Linked DNA regions of Mus musculus: region 2 is linked to region 1. A link is a contact called in public HiChIP or PLAC-seq data. All regions are on one chromosome and are shown on one strand. The core of a region is the stretch at or near the end of the contact, and the rest is flanking DNA. Distances in the headings are between cores, read along the strand shown.

What was found. HiChIP or PLAC-seq counts read pairs in DNA pulled down with a chosen protein or histone mark.
Region 2: a contact with region 1 is called in an H3K27ac HiChIP or PLAC-seq map of embryonic stem cells, with 5 read pairs. The contact joins two enhancer-like sites. A contact is called at or near these places in 1 of 39 promoter capture datasets (cranial neural crest) and 1 of 115 datasets of contacts at active chromatin or transcription factors (embryonic stem cells).

Annotation. Positions count from the first base shown.
Region 1 is chr6:122,469,231-122,475,811 of GRCm38.p6, forward strand. It overlaps Rimklb (ribosomal modification protein rimK-like family member B), which reads right to left. Exons shown (of 6, transcript NM_027664.1): 2 at 3,309-3,533. The coding sequence starts at 3,483. Among named protein-coding and RNA genes, the nearest start is that of Rimklb, 14 kb to the right of the region's middle. Within about 2 kb of position 2,416, at least 5 of the 459 cell types and tissues checked have an H3K27ac peak or open chromatin away from gene starts, as enhancers often do. A contact at or near this core is called in embryonic stem cells, where this site is marked.
Region 2 is chr6:124,952,580-124,958,445 of GRCm38.p6, forward strand. It overlaps a transcript of Cops7a not described here. Among named protein-coding and RNA genes, the nearest start is that of Gm23851, 8.8 kb to the right of the region's middle. Within about 2 kb of position 2,867, at least 19 of the 459 cell types and tissues checked have an H3K27ac peak or open chromatin away from gene starts, as enhancers often do. A contact at or near this core is called in embryonic stem cells, where this site is marked.

The sequences.
Region 1 (6,581 bases), core at 1,166-3,665:
AGGTTGGGTTTTGCTGAGGTGTTTTATTACACCAATAGAAGAGTAAACTGCGGGAAGCGTGTGCGGCCACATGGGCCAAGATGGCGCCCTGGCCCATTGCCAGGACCCGTGAACCCCACATGTTTACTGCCTTGCCAGAACAAGCCCAGTGAAACTGCATGCGTAAGCTGCCTGCCAAGCTAGACTATTCCTCGTGATCCAGATCTGTCAGCCTATCTGTGACCGACCTGAGCTTGTGCCTGGAGCGTGTGTGAGTCTGATTGGATGAGTTGGTGTGGAGAGAGATGAGGTCAGTTGCCGCGAGTATAAGAGAATTGCCCTTGCCCTAAGTGGAGAGAGCTGTAAGTGAAAAAACTGCAAGTAAAAGAAGCTGCTGCGTGAACCCGACTTGGTGTCCATGTCGTTCTTGTCTCTGCGGGTCGGAGACTGCGGCAGTAAACAATAGTTTGAAGAAAGCAACAAGCAGAAACAGAAACAGGGTCAGATGTTAAATCACTACTAAGCTGGGCACAGTGGCTCAGGCCTCAGTGGCTCAGGCCTCTGATCCCAGTACAAGAGAGGCCAAGACAGGAGTTCCAAGTCAGCCTAGACTACAGTGACTGGTAGCATAAGACCTTCTATGGGAAAAGCAGATGGGATACAAGAACAAACAGAAACAGACAAAAAACGGTACATTCAAAACAAAAGGGCCTCTGGGAGAAACTTCACTGCACTGGACTTAACTAGAAAATTAATCTCAGAACTTAACATGACAATTGTCTAGAAATGAAAGGTAATTTTTTTTTAAAGAGAGTATCCAAAAACTAAAGGGTGACATAAGAAATGTAATCCATATGTAGCAGATATTGTATTTTAAACTATGAATTTTCCTCAAATTAATGTCAGGTGTCATTTCAGGGCAGAAAGCTCATCTTAAAAAAAAAACAAATATTAATGCCATTTATAATTACATTCAGGAGAGCCACATGTGATACCCATACCACTAATTTCAGCTCTGAAGGGTAGGAAAAGGAGATCATTAAACATTTGGGGCCAACCTGGGCTACATTATAAGCATGCAACTTGGAAATCTGCCACTTATTTGATGAAGGCTGTTTCATTATCTTTTCTACAGGTCAAATGACAAGAGCTTGACCCAAGTACTCAATTTTGAAAACAAGGAACCTTGCTATCAAATGGGGTGGCTTTGAGATGAAGCAGGGAGCCTGAAGTCAAAACCACAGTCAGGAAAGCTAAGAGATAAGCAGGGATACTGGCAGCCCAAGGACAGAGGCCCACGGCCCCAACCTGGGTGAGTCAACCGGCTCCATTTTAGTATAACAGTATAATTTGGTTTTGCTCTGTAATTAGGTGTATACTGATGAAAATCTTCCAAAGAAAAAGAACTTGAAAAACATTGTTAATAAAAAGGAGAAAAAAGGGTCCGTGAAAGAGGCTGTTTTGTCACCTTCCTACAAGAGGTGGCATTTAGTATACTATACAGGGCTGAAGAGTTGGTTCAGCAGTGAAGAGTACTTGTTCTTGAGGGAGACCAGGGTTTGATTTCCAGTACCCATATAATGGCTCAAAATCTTCCCAGAGGATCCAATGCACTCTTCTGACCTCCACAGAAACCAGGCATATACACGGTATATGTACATTCATGCAAACAAAACCATCATGCACATAATGTAATGATCTAAAAATATTAAAAATGCCTAGATCCACAAGAGGTACATTGATGAAGGACCCCTGTCAAAGAACTGTCCTGTTCACAAGGTGACTTTTACCATATGAATTAACCTAGTTAAGATGCCTCACAAGAACGCACAGAAGCACATATTTTAGGTAATCCTAGATCCTGTGAAGCTGACCATCATATCTATCTAGTCATGTGGACTAAACATCACAATGAGTGACATCCTATTCTATCTCCCAAATTTTGGTTACCTAGCAGTCATCATGGTTAGAAAATGAAAGGTGCCAGGTGTGGGAGGCAAATGCCTTTACTTCCAGTGAGAGGTAGAGGCAGACTGGTCTACAGAGTGAGTTCCAGGACAGCCAGGGCTACAGAGAAAACCTATCTTGGGGGTGAAAAAATAAAAAGAGGAAGAAAAGGGAGAAAAGGAGGAAGAAAAGGAGAAAGAAAAGAAAAAGAGAAGGAGGAGAAGCAGCAGCAGCAGCCAAAGGCTACCTGTTGTATGCCGGCCTGCGGCCTATTTGAACCAGGTACACCTGGGAGGCAGGCTGGGACTGAAAGAGACTTAGACCTCGAGAGAGATAATGGAGCCAAGACAAAGGTCCTGATCAAGGCCCATGATTTTACTCAGAAACTGTGCTTATAAAGGGGGAAGGCTCATTCTCCCCCACTACCCTCCAGCGCCAGTCCTTTCTTGGTGTCTGGAGCAAGCCTTCAGGTGACATGCAGGATAGGATGTTCCTCCAGAATATCTCAGGGGCCTCTCAGCAGGTAGCAGTGTTTTGGAGGAGAGCAGTGGCAGGTGACAGAACAAAAGAGCCATCTAGGTTGGAAGGCTCCACCCTAGGTAATCTCCTTCTTAATGGCAGCAAGGTCAAAGTCTGGATCAGCCTGCTTCAGGCTGGGGGAGCCTACAATTCCTCCCTGATTATATAAAAAAAATAAGCGGCATAAAATTTATTTATGCTCCATAGTTCTGCTGGGGAGTTATGGTGGCTGGCAGCCGTGTCTGTCTTAGGAATTCTCAGATTTTCCCGAACCATTCAGATCCGTCAAAGAGGTTATATGCAGCTTGTTTGTGTGCTACCCTGAGGTTTGTTTATTCATATTTATTTTGTTTGTGTCGACAAGTTCTTTCTCTCATAGCTGTCTGGCTATGATCTCCAGCCATGCCTCTACTGGCATGAACCACCATATCCATTATCTTCTGAACACATGTGAGACATTAGAAATGTATGTACCACCTGAGGCAGATGATCATGAGCCACATCTGATAGGTTATTTTAATTAATGCTGCAGATATTATCTAAAGGGATAAAAAAAATCACATTAGTTAAGAAATTAGTTAACTAATTCCCATTAGTTAAGAAATTCCTTAAGAGGCTTAGAAAAGAAGAAGAAAAAAAGAAATTCCTTAAGTTATTTAAATTGTGTATATTTAAATAACTTTTCACCGTGCAGTCTTTGCTGTCCTAGAATCACTCTATACACCAGACTGGCCTTGCACTCAGCTCTCCAGCTCTTTCACACATGATACGATTAGAACTCTGAGAGCTCTAATCTTCTATAACAGAGCTGCTCTGTGAGGCAGTCCTTATGGTAAGACTGGTCCTCAGTTGTAGAGTCTTACCCAGATTTCCTTGCTCGACCGTCAGCACCATCTCATCCATCACCACAGCCCGAAAGTCCAATTCCTCTTCACAACATTTGGCCTTCAACGCTCGTAAGATCTCTTTCTGTGGGTAGTCTTCCCTGATGCGACGATCTGTCAAGAACCACAGCTTACCAGTCACTGAGCTACACATCTCGGTCTGCTTGTTCTTCCTTTTCTGGATTAGTTGATGTAAACTTTTATCTGGATGGGAAAGGAAATACACATGAGCTTGATGAGATTTGACTTCACAGATAAAGTTCTATGTTAACTGAACGCAGAGGAGAGGGAATCTCCAGCTGACCTGATGACTTAGGCACAGGAGGATGAGGAACTCAATGTCATACTTGGCTGCGTAGAGAATCTAAGGCCATTAGCAAAAACATCTCTCAGAATTTGGTTAAGCATCAACAGAACGCTGTGCCCAGTGCACTGGAGGAACCCTGCTTAGGTCTCACTCTCATGGTGTCTAGCAGAGAGATCCTAGTTGATTTCACTCAGAGCAACAGGCAGACTGGAGGCCAGTTCAGGACTGCCAGAGCTACAGAGAGAAACCCTGTCTTAGGAAAAAAAATTCCCTTCCCTTCCTAGTATGATTTTATACAAATTGCTTATACAAATACAAATCGTCGGCAATATCCTACCTTCCCCATCATTAGATAACCCATTAAGTTTGTAGTTTTATATTTAATTTTCTCTTGCTCTTTTACAATAATAATAATAAATAATGAAAAACTTGTATTGCTACATAAGCAAAACCCAGCATCTTAAGTAGTAACTTAAAGGAGAAAAGACTTTGATAACAAAAGGAGTAATGCAAGCAAACACCTATGCCCATCACTGTACACCACTGCTCAGGGACTGCACTGTTACTCGGTGTTTAGTTTAGTTTGTGTCCCTTCTTTAAATAGAACATTTGAAACATATTTTACTAGAGTGTAAAAATTGAGGTTGTCTTTCCCACAGAGTGCCATTTCCCTGAATCTGAATCAGACAAAAGCTGAAAAAATTGTCTTCCTGAAAAGCAAATAGTTTATCACTCACAGTTTGATAATAGAGAATGTTTTAAATGCCTATTTTAGATAAGTTTGAGGCCAGCCTGTTCTCTATTATCTATGTACCTCTACAAAATGAGACCTTTTCGCTCCCTTCCCAAAAAACAAAAAATACATCCATAAACATTTCCTTGCCCACAGATGCAGAGCATGTGAGCAGATGGAACTGTGACTTTATCATGCCAGACAGCATGGATTTCAATCCAGAAACAAAGGTCAAGATCAGAAGGAAGCAAAGCAAGGCAGATCAGCAGGTTCCTGAGTAGCAAGACAGAACTGGTCCTTCAATGGACCCTTCCCTACTTTTCCAGATATCATCTTGAGGAAGACTTTTTTCACAAACCCATATGGTAAGCCAACAGTATGGAGCCTCAGTATTTTGGCTTGCCAAGCCTACCACTAAAACATCTACTGATGCTAATTCTCCTACATCACAACCATTTCTATCACAAGGTAAGCAATGGTTTTAAGCCAGAGGTTAATCTCTGCTACATACAATAATAGCTCAAAGCTAAGAAGAAATCCAGCCAATGCCATCATTCCCAATTTTGGAAAATTGTAAATTACAATGATTGTGTAGTTTAAGATAATTAAATCTCATTAGAAGATAAGTATAATAGAAATAAAAATGTTTTTATTTTCCCGATATCCCATAGAGCCTACAAGATACAAACGTATGCTCCCTTGTCCTTGGACAGAAAGGTGTTTTTGTATGTGGTGATTTGTTTTGAGACAAGGTCTTAGCGCCAGCCTCAACTTTCTTCAACAAGCACGTCACCATGCCTAGCCAAACCTTTTTTTCTACAAAGCTTTTCCTGATAAGATTTTTACTTTAGCCGGGTATGGTGGCGCACGCCTTTAATCCCAGCACTCAGGAGGCAGAGGCAGGCGGATTTCTGAGTTCGAGGCCAGCCTGGACTACAAAGTGAGTTCCAGACAGCCAGAGATACACAGAGAAACCCTGTCTCGAAAAACAAAAAACAAACAAAAAAAAAAAAAAAAAAGATTTTTACTTTAACCATAGTTGTGGAAATCTTAGAAAAACTTAAGAAAGCAAGCCTGCACTTCTTCCCTGGAAGGGACAAATGTTTCTTCTGAGGGCTAATGCTGTACTCACCTCCCTGTGAACAACCACAGAAGGTGAAATTGTATACCCAACCAAGTATAAATATTGAATGTTAGTGAGAAGTAGGTTTTGACTTAATGTGTATTAGTGTCTGTCTGCATGTTTGTTACGTGCACCAGGTTCATATCTGGTGCCTATGGAGGCTAAGAAAGCAGCCAGCCTGAAAATGTAATTATAGATGTTGTGAGCTACCATGTGGGTGATGGGAACCAAACTTGGATCCTCTGTAAGGGTAGCAAGTGCTCTGAACGTCTGAGTCATCTACAGGTTTGACAATTTTCCCTTGCAAAGTTCAGCATGAGCATGCCAATAAAACATACAAGGCTAAAAATAATAAACTTCTTTTAATCAAGTTATTACTTTCAGTGTTTAAGTCTAGATCATTTTTTAAGAGTCTCAATATGTAGCTCAAACCGGTTCTGACCTTACTGCACCCCAACCCTGCACCCGCCCCCACTACCAGTGCTGGGAATATAGGCAAATGTCACCATACCCAGCTCTATATTCTTTTATCTCCTCAAATTTCTAATTCTCATACTACTCTAAAGCTAAAAACGGTTACATTTTTTACCTTGCAAATAATTTCAAAAGCTTAGGCACTGTAGTTCCTATTTCTAATTTCCTTAATAAAAGATATTCTCAAAACTCAAAATCCTTGAACTTTATGAAGACTTAGAATTTTCAATAAGCTATAACTATCCATGGCAAAATAATAGTTTTCAAAAAAAAAGTATAACATCAAAAAATAAAAATGAAAAAAATTAAGGATACTATGTATGTTCCCCTCTCCGTCTGAATCTGTGGTCTGAAGGGTTAAACAAAACTTCCTGTTCCTGAGACCTAACTAACATAGCTTTGTCCTGACTCTTCCTTTCTCTAGCAGTCTCTAACACACTAAAGACGCCCTGTCTACTACTACACCTGTACTCTAGCACTATCACACTATAATTTGGGGAGTGTGTTTTATTTATGGGGGGGGGGGGGTTATGTGCCAGTGCACTAATACAGAGGTTAAAGGACAACTTAACCTAGTCAGCTCTCTCCATCATGCAAATTCTTTTTTTTTTTTAA
Region 2 (5,866 bases), core at 1,617-4,116, 2.5 Mb after region 1:
ATTTCACTCTAGAACCTCAAAGATGAACTGGGGACAGGGATGACCACTGGATCTTTGTCCCTCTTCCCAAAATGGCTACTCTTTTCTAGTATTAATTTAGCTCAAGTTTGAGGAGCACAGCTGCAGAGCCTGGCTTGCCTGGGCAGAGACTGGGCTGCTAAGTCCAATGGCAGTAGTAGAAGCACAGAGTAACCTGCCCCCTCCCCCGGCCCCCCATGCACACTCTCTGTTTTACTGTGCCCTGCCTCAACCTTGGGTGCCTGGGCACAGCTGGCATGCCGCTCAGAGTAGCCAGAATGAAGTCCATGAGGGTGGTCCTCAGGCCGTGTTTTCCTTCGCCAGACCGGGAAAAATAGCAGGGGCTGGGACAAATGCTGTGGGTTCCTGTGCCCTGTGTACCTGGGTGCTGCTGGTATATTGCTGGGAATGGGGAACAGAGGTCCCGGGTCCATGCTTCCCCTCTGGGCATCCACGTGCCTGGCAAGGAGGAGAAGGTAGAGCCCAGGCCAGGAAGAACCAGTCTGACTCAAAGTGAGTGCCAAGAGTTAGAAGGGGCTGAAGAGAGAAGGCGTCTATTGGCAGTTTAGGTGGAATTCTTAAAGATGAAGGCCTTCCCCAAGGCGATCCTTAATGAAGAGATGACCCTTGCTCATTCATACTGCTTTATTTGATGGTGGATGTGAATGCGAATACTTTATTGGGGTGAACCAGGAATTTACATACCTTTTGTGAGGAATACCCAGGAAAGGAAGCTCATTGGCTGAGGGCTCTGGGCTAGACACCTCATTAGCATGGAGAAGAACTCCAGGTGTTTAGGCTACAAGCCCCAATGCCCATGGTCCTCAGTGGGTGTCGTGGTAACTTGTTCCAGAGCAGGTAGAGACAGGCGGGTATTGGTTCCACTCCTGTCAGCACCCCGGTGCTCAGGAATCTCGATTCTGAGATTCCTGGGGTTTTAGCTCATTCAGCCAGTTCTCACGCCTGTCTGATAACGCTGGCCCCCATGCCCCACAGGCATCTGGAAGAGTCCAGAGTAGCCATGACAGAACCATGGATGGAGAAGCAGAGGGAAAGGGAGAGAGGGGAACCAGGTACAGCAGCCAGGAGGCCAAAGGTACAAAAGGGGGCTGGGTAACCAAAATGTCTGGATTATACAGGGAAGAGCCTCTTGGGGAAGGGCAGCCCAGTCCCTGTGCTAGAGAGTTCAAGGTAGGGCATGGGGTATGACAGCCATGTCCTGTAACAGGTAGGAACTGAGGGATGCTGGGAGAATATGGATGTCAGGTCTGCTTTGATCTCTTAAAATAGGCATCTCAGCCACTTGTCCTGGGTTTGAAAGTTAACGGTTGTTAGCTGCTGTGTGGATGGTGGGAACCAAACCTGGGTCCTCTGCAAAAGCAGGAAGTGTTTATAATCAAGTCTCTCCAGTCCCAGAAAATAGATGCAAGTAAAAAGAGAAAAGGCCACCAGTGGTGGTTTGAATATGCTTGGCCCAGGGTGTGGCACTATTTGGAGGTGTGGCCTTGTTGGAGCAAGTGTGCTTGTTGGAGTAGGTGTGGCCTTGTTGGAGGAAGTGTGTCACTGTGGGGTGCGCAATGAGACCCTCCTCCTAACCTGGTGGGAGCTGCTCCTAGAGATGTAGATGTAGAACTCTCAGCAACTCCTGCACTGTGCCTGTATAGACATTGCCATGTTCCCACCTTGATAATGGACTGAACCTCTGAACCTGTAAGGCAGCCCCAAGTAAATGTTGTCCTTTTTAAGAGCTGCTTAGTCATGATGTCTGTTCACAGCAGTAAAACCTTAAGACAGAAGACAATCAACCCATACTCCACTTCCCAGAATGCTTAACACAGAACATGTTCTTTACAATTTTGGGCTTTTCAGTCACTATGCAGTCACCAACTGTGGTGGTTTGGTCAGCTGCTCTGTATTGTAATGCTAAATTCTGTACCTGAAGGTCAGGGCCTAAGAGTGAAGTCTAGTTTGCAGGCTTTTGTTGTGCAAACCTTGTTCCTTAATTTAAAACTACTGGTTAAATAACATTGGCTGTACCCAATTACTGGAGGGATTGGAGGTGAGTGGGTTTTTGAGTTAGCTAGTTGGAGGTGAAACCAGAAGTGGGGAGAGAGGACGATGAGGGTGAGAGGGAAGGGAAGGCGCTATGATGGGAGATGAACCATGGGCATGTGGCCACCAAAGGTTTGGGGCACACTGGGAGGCGGCCAGGCCAGCAGTTAGAAAGTAGACTAGGGATGACCCTCTCAATAATTGTCAAAGCCAAATAAAACAGCTATGGTCTGAGTGTCACTTGTTGGTAAGCCAGTCGGGGATAATCATAAATTGTTTCTACTACACCAACTTTCAGATTAAAATAAAGAGAGAGCTGGGCGATGGTGGCGCATGCCTTTAATCCCAGCACTTGGGAGGCAGAGGCAGGCGGATTTCTGAGTTCAAGGCCAGCCTGGTCTACAGAGTGAGTTCCAGGACAGCCAGGGCTACACAGAGAAACCCTGTCTCAAAAAAACAAAACAAAAAAAAGAGAGAGAGAGAAAGGACTGGACAGGGTTGTCCACCCGTCTCTGGAGGAGCACGAGAGGGCTGCAGGTTAACCCTTCTGTGAGCAGGGACTCACCCTGCTGCTCCTCCCAGGATGGCCCATTTCCTCCTCCTCTGCTCTCTCCATTGCAGTCTCCAGTTTGCTTAAAAGCCATATCCTTTGTTGGGTTTTGTTTTGTTTTTTGACCTCAGGCAAGATGTGGCTTCTTGGGCAACCATTTTTTAGCTCTTCCACTATGTCTTAGCACGCAGGCCTTCTTATAACCACACACTTAGCACCAGCGGAAGACAAGTCCTGTCTTGCTCACTTTCCGCACTCAGTCACCTTGACTCACCCCAGATGGTGGCCCAGCCTTTCCCTCTTCTCCAGAGCCCTGCAGTTATCAGCTTCAGTTCCAGGTTATCACTAGTCTGGGCAAGAGTGCTTCCTTCTCAGGACTCCACAGCTTAGACCTGAAAGCCACCGAGGGTGGAAAACACACCCTAGAGATTCTAGCATGTTTAGTGTGTGTATGTGCACAAGTGAGTACCATGTGCATGTGAGTGTACCAAAGTCATAAGACTTTTTTTTTTTTTTTAATTTGAGACAGGGTTTCTCTGTGTAGTCCCAGCTGTCCTAGAACCTGCCTCTGCCTTCCCAGTGCTGGAATTAAAAGGTGTACAGTACCACCATTTGGTTTATGTAGGAACTTGGTTGCTGGTGGCCTCCAGTTAGCACTTTTCATAGTGGCTGCCTATGCTTCCTGCTTTCTCCCACCCTCCTGAAAACAGATTGGGTGGCCCAGTGGTGGAAATGATGGGCTATTACCTTTTATGGTACTGGAGATCAAACCCGGATCAGGCATCTATTCCACTGAGTTACACTCAAGCCTGTTGGCTCACAACTTAATTGCAGCCTTGTGAGAAACACTGAAGTGAGAATTCTTACCATACAACCCCAGCGACAATATGCTGAGGGATTCTGTTTTGAGACAAGGGGTTGCTACGCAGACCTGGGTAGCCTGGTACCATGTAGCCCAGGCTAGCCTCAAACTTGTAGCAATTCTGCCTCAGCGTCTAAATGCAGGGATTGCAGGCACACACCACCATGCCTAGTGAAAATGCTGCCGTAAGCTTCTTACAGTTCAGGCTGGTCTCCCGCACACGGTGACAGAATGCTTTATGTCTTCCTACACTCCACTCTACCAACCCGTTAGACTACTCACCCAAGTGGAGAAAAATCTCCCTCCCACCTAGGAGTCTGTTGCCTTTTAATGTATGGATTTCATGGGATTTTCTTGAGTTGTTATTGTGGACAAGTGTGCGCCTCTGTTCAAGCAAATGCAGGTGCCAATCATTAAACCCTCATGGAGTTGAAGTTACAGGCAGTTGTAAGCCATGTATTATGGGGGTTGGGAATCCACCTTGGGTCCTTTGCAAGAGTAGTATGCACTCTTAAACACTGAGCCATGTCTCCCATCTCTGGAATTTCTGATCTCTAACAGAATTTTATAACTACCACATAGGAAGCTCCAGGTCAGTTTCTGCTATATGGCAAGATCCTGTTTCAAAGGACAAAGGAAAAAACTCTATAAAACACCAACTGTAGGTATGTACCGTGGCGACCCACACCTATAGTCCCAGCACTTGGAGACAGAAGACAGTCCGGAAATCCTTCTCCAACCAAAGCAAACTAAACAGACCGAGCAGAGCAATGGGTGGGGAGCAATTTCCATCACACAGTGAAACCAAAAACCCAGATAAAAAACCTATGGAAACCCAGTACTTTGTAAGCTAATTTCTAGTTTTAAAATTTCAAGGTTTTCTAGGGAGGATCTGGAGAGAGACTCTGCAGTTAGGAGCACTTGCTGCTCTTGCAGAGAACCCAGGTTCTATTCCCAGCACCCACACAGTGGCTCAGAACTCTGTAACTCCAGGTCCTAGTATCTGAGGCTCTCTTTTGGCCTCTGCTGGCACCACTATGGCACACATATGTTGCACAGATAGAAGCAAGCAAACACACACATTAAATTAAAAATTTAGGGCTGGAGAGATGGCTCAGTGGTTCAAAGTGCCAACTGCTCTTCTGAAGGTCATGACTTCAAATCCCAGCAACCACATGATGGCTCACAACCATCCATAATGAGATCTGATGCTCTCTTGTGGTGTGTCTGAAGATAGCTGCAGTGTGCTTACATATAAGTAAATAAATCTTTTTTTTTTTTTTTTAATTTAGCCAGGCGTGGTGGCTCACACCTTTAATCCCAGCACTAGGGAGTAAGAGGCAGGCAGATCTCTATAAGCTCGAGGCCAGCCTGGTCTACAGAGCAAGTTCCAGAACAGCCAGGGCTACACAGAGAAACCCTGTCTTGAAAAACCAAAACCAAAACAGAAACGAAAACCAACTGAGCACTCACTTCTTCCCCAGCAATTATCCTCCCTTCCCCTATGTCCCGGAAGCAGGAGGCCTCCTGGAGCATAAAAACCACACTGCACTGGGCTGTGAGGGACAGGTATCAACAGTCCCCCTCTTCCTTAGGAATAAAGCCAGGCAGAGGATTTTAGAGCTGTTAACTGTAGGCTGGTCTGGAACCAACCTACAAGAAAAGATTTAACTAGATTAAAAGGGATCTGAGGAGTAGCTCAAAACATCAGAAACTGGCGTCGATTTCAGAGGCAAGAGAATCAACTAGCTTATTTCAGAAAGCTAAGAGCCAAGAGTGTAAACTAAATCAAGTTTGGTGGTGCACACCTGTGATCCCAGTGCTCTGCTGGAGGGAAGATGGCATCCTGAATCCAAGGCCATCCTGAAATACAAGACTGTCTCAGAACTACAGTAACAACCCCCAAACACACACACCAAACCACCACCAGGACTTTGCCCCTACTTTCTGGTCTAATGACAGCAAGCTTTGGAAGCAGTTAAGAGTAATTTGTCTATAACCAGGCATGGTGGTTACATGTCTTTAATCCCAGCACTCTGGAGCAGAGGTAGGTAAATCTCTTAAGTTGAGCCAGTCTGATCTACAGAGTGCATTTCAAGAGAGCCAGGGCTATAGAAAGACCATGTCTCGAAGGAAGGAAGGGAGGGAGGGAGGGAGGGAGGGAGGGAGGGAGGAAGAAATTTGTCCTGAATCCCCAGCTAGAAAAAAGCCCAGGCCCAGTCAACACTAGACCCACTAGGCTCTCGGACAGCACTTCACACTTGAGTGAGGGTTCAATTGTGCTTCAAGTTAGTACTTCCTGCCTCTAGGGGCAAGGAGCACTCTAGGCCAATCTCCTGGCATACATACTTCTTGGAAACTCTTTTAATTTGGACAAAAGGGAC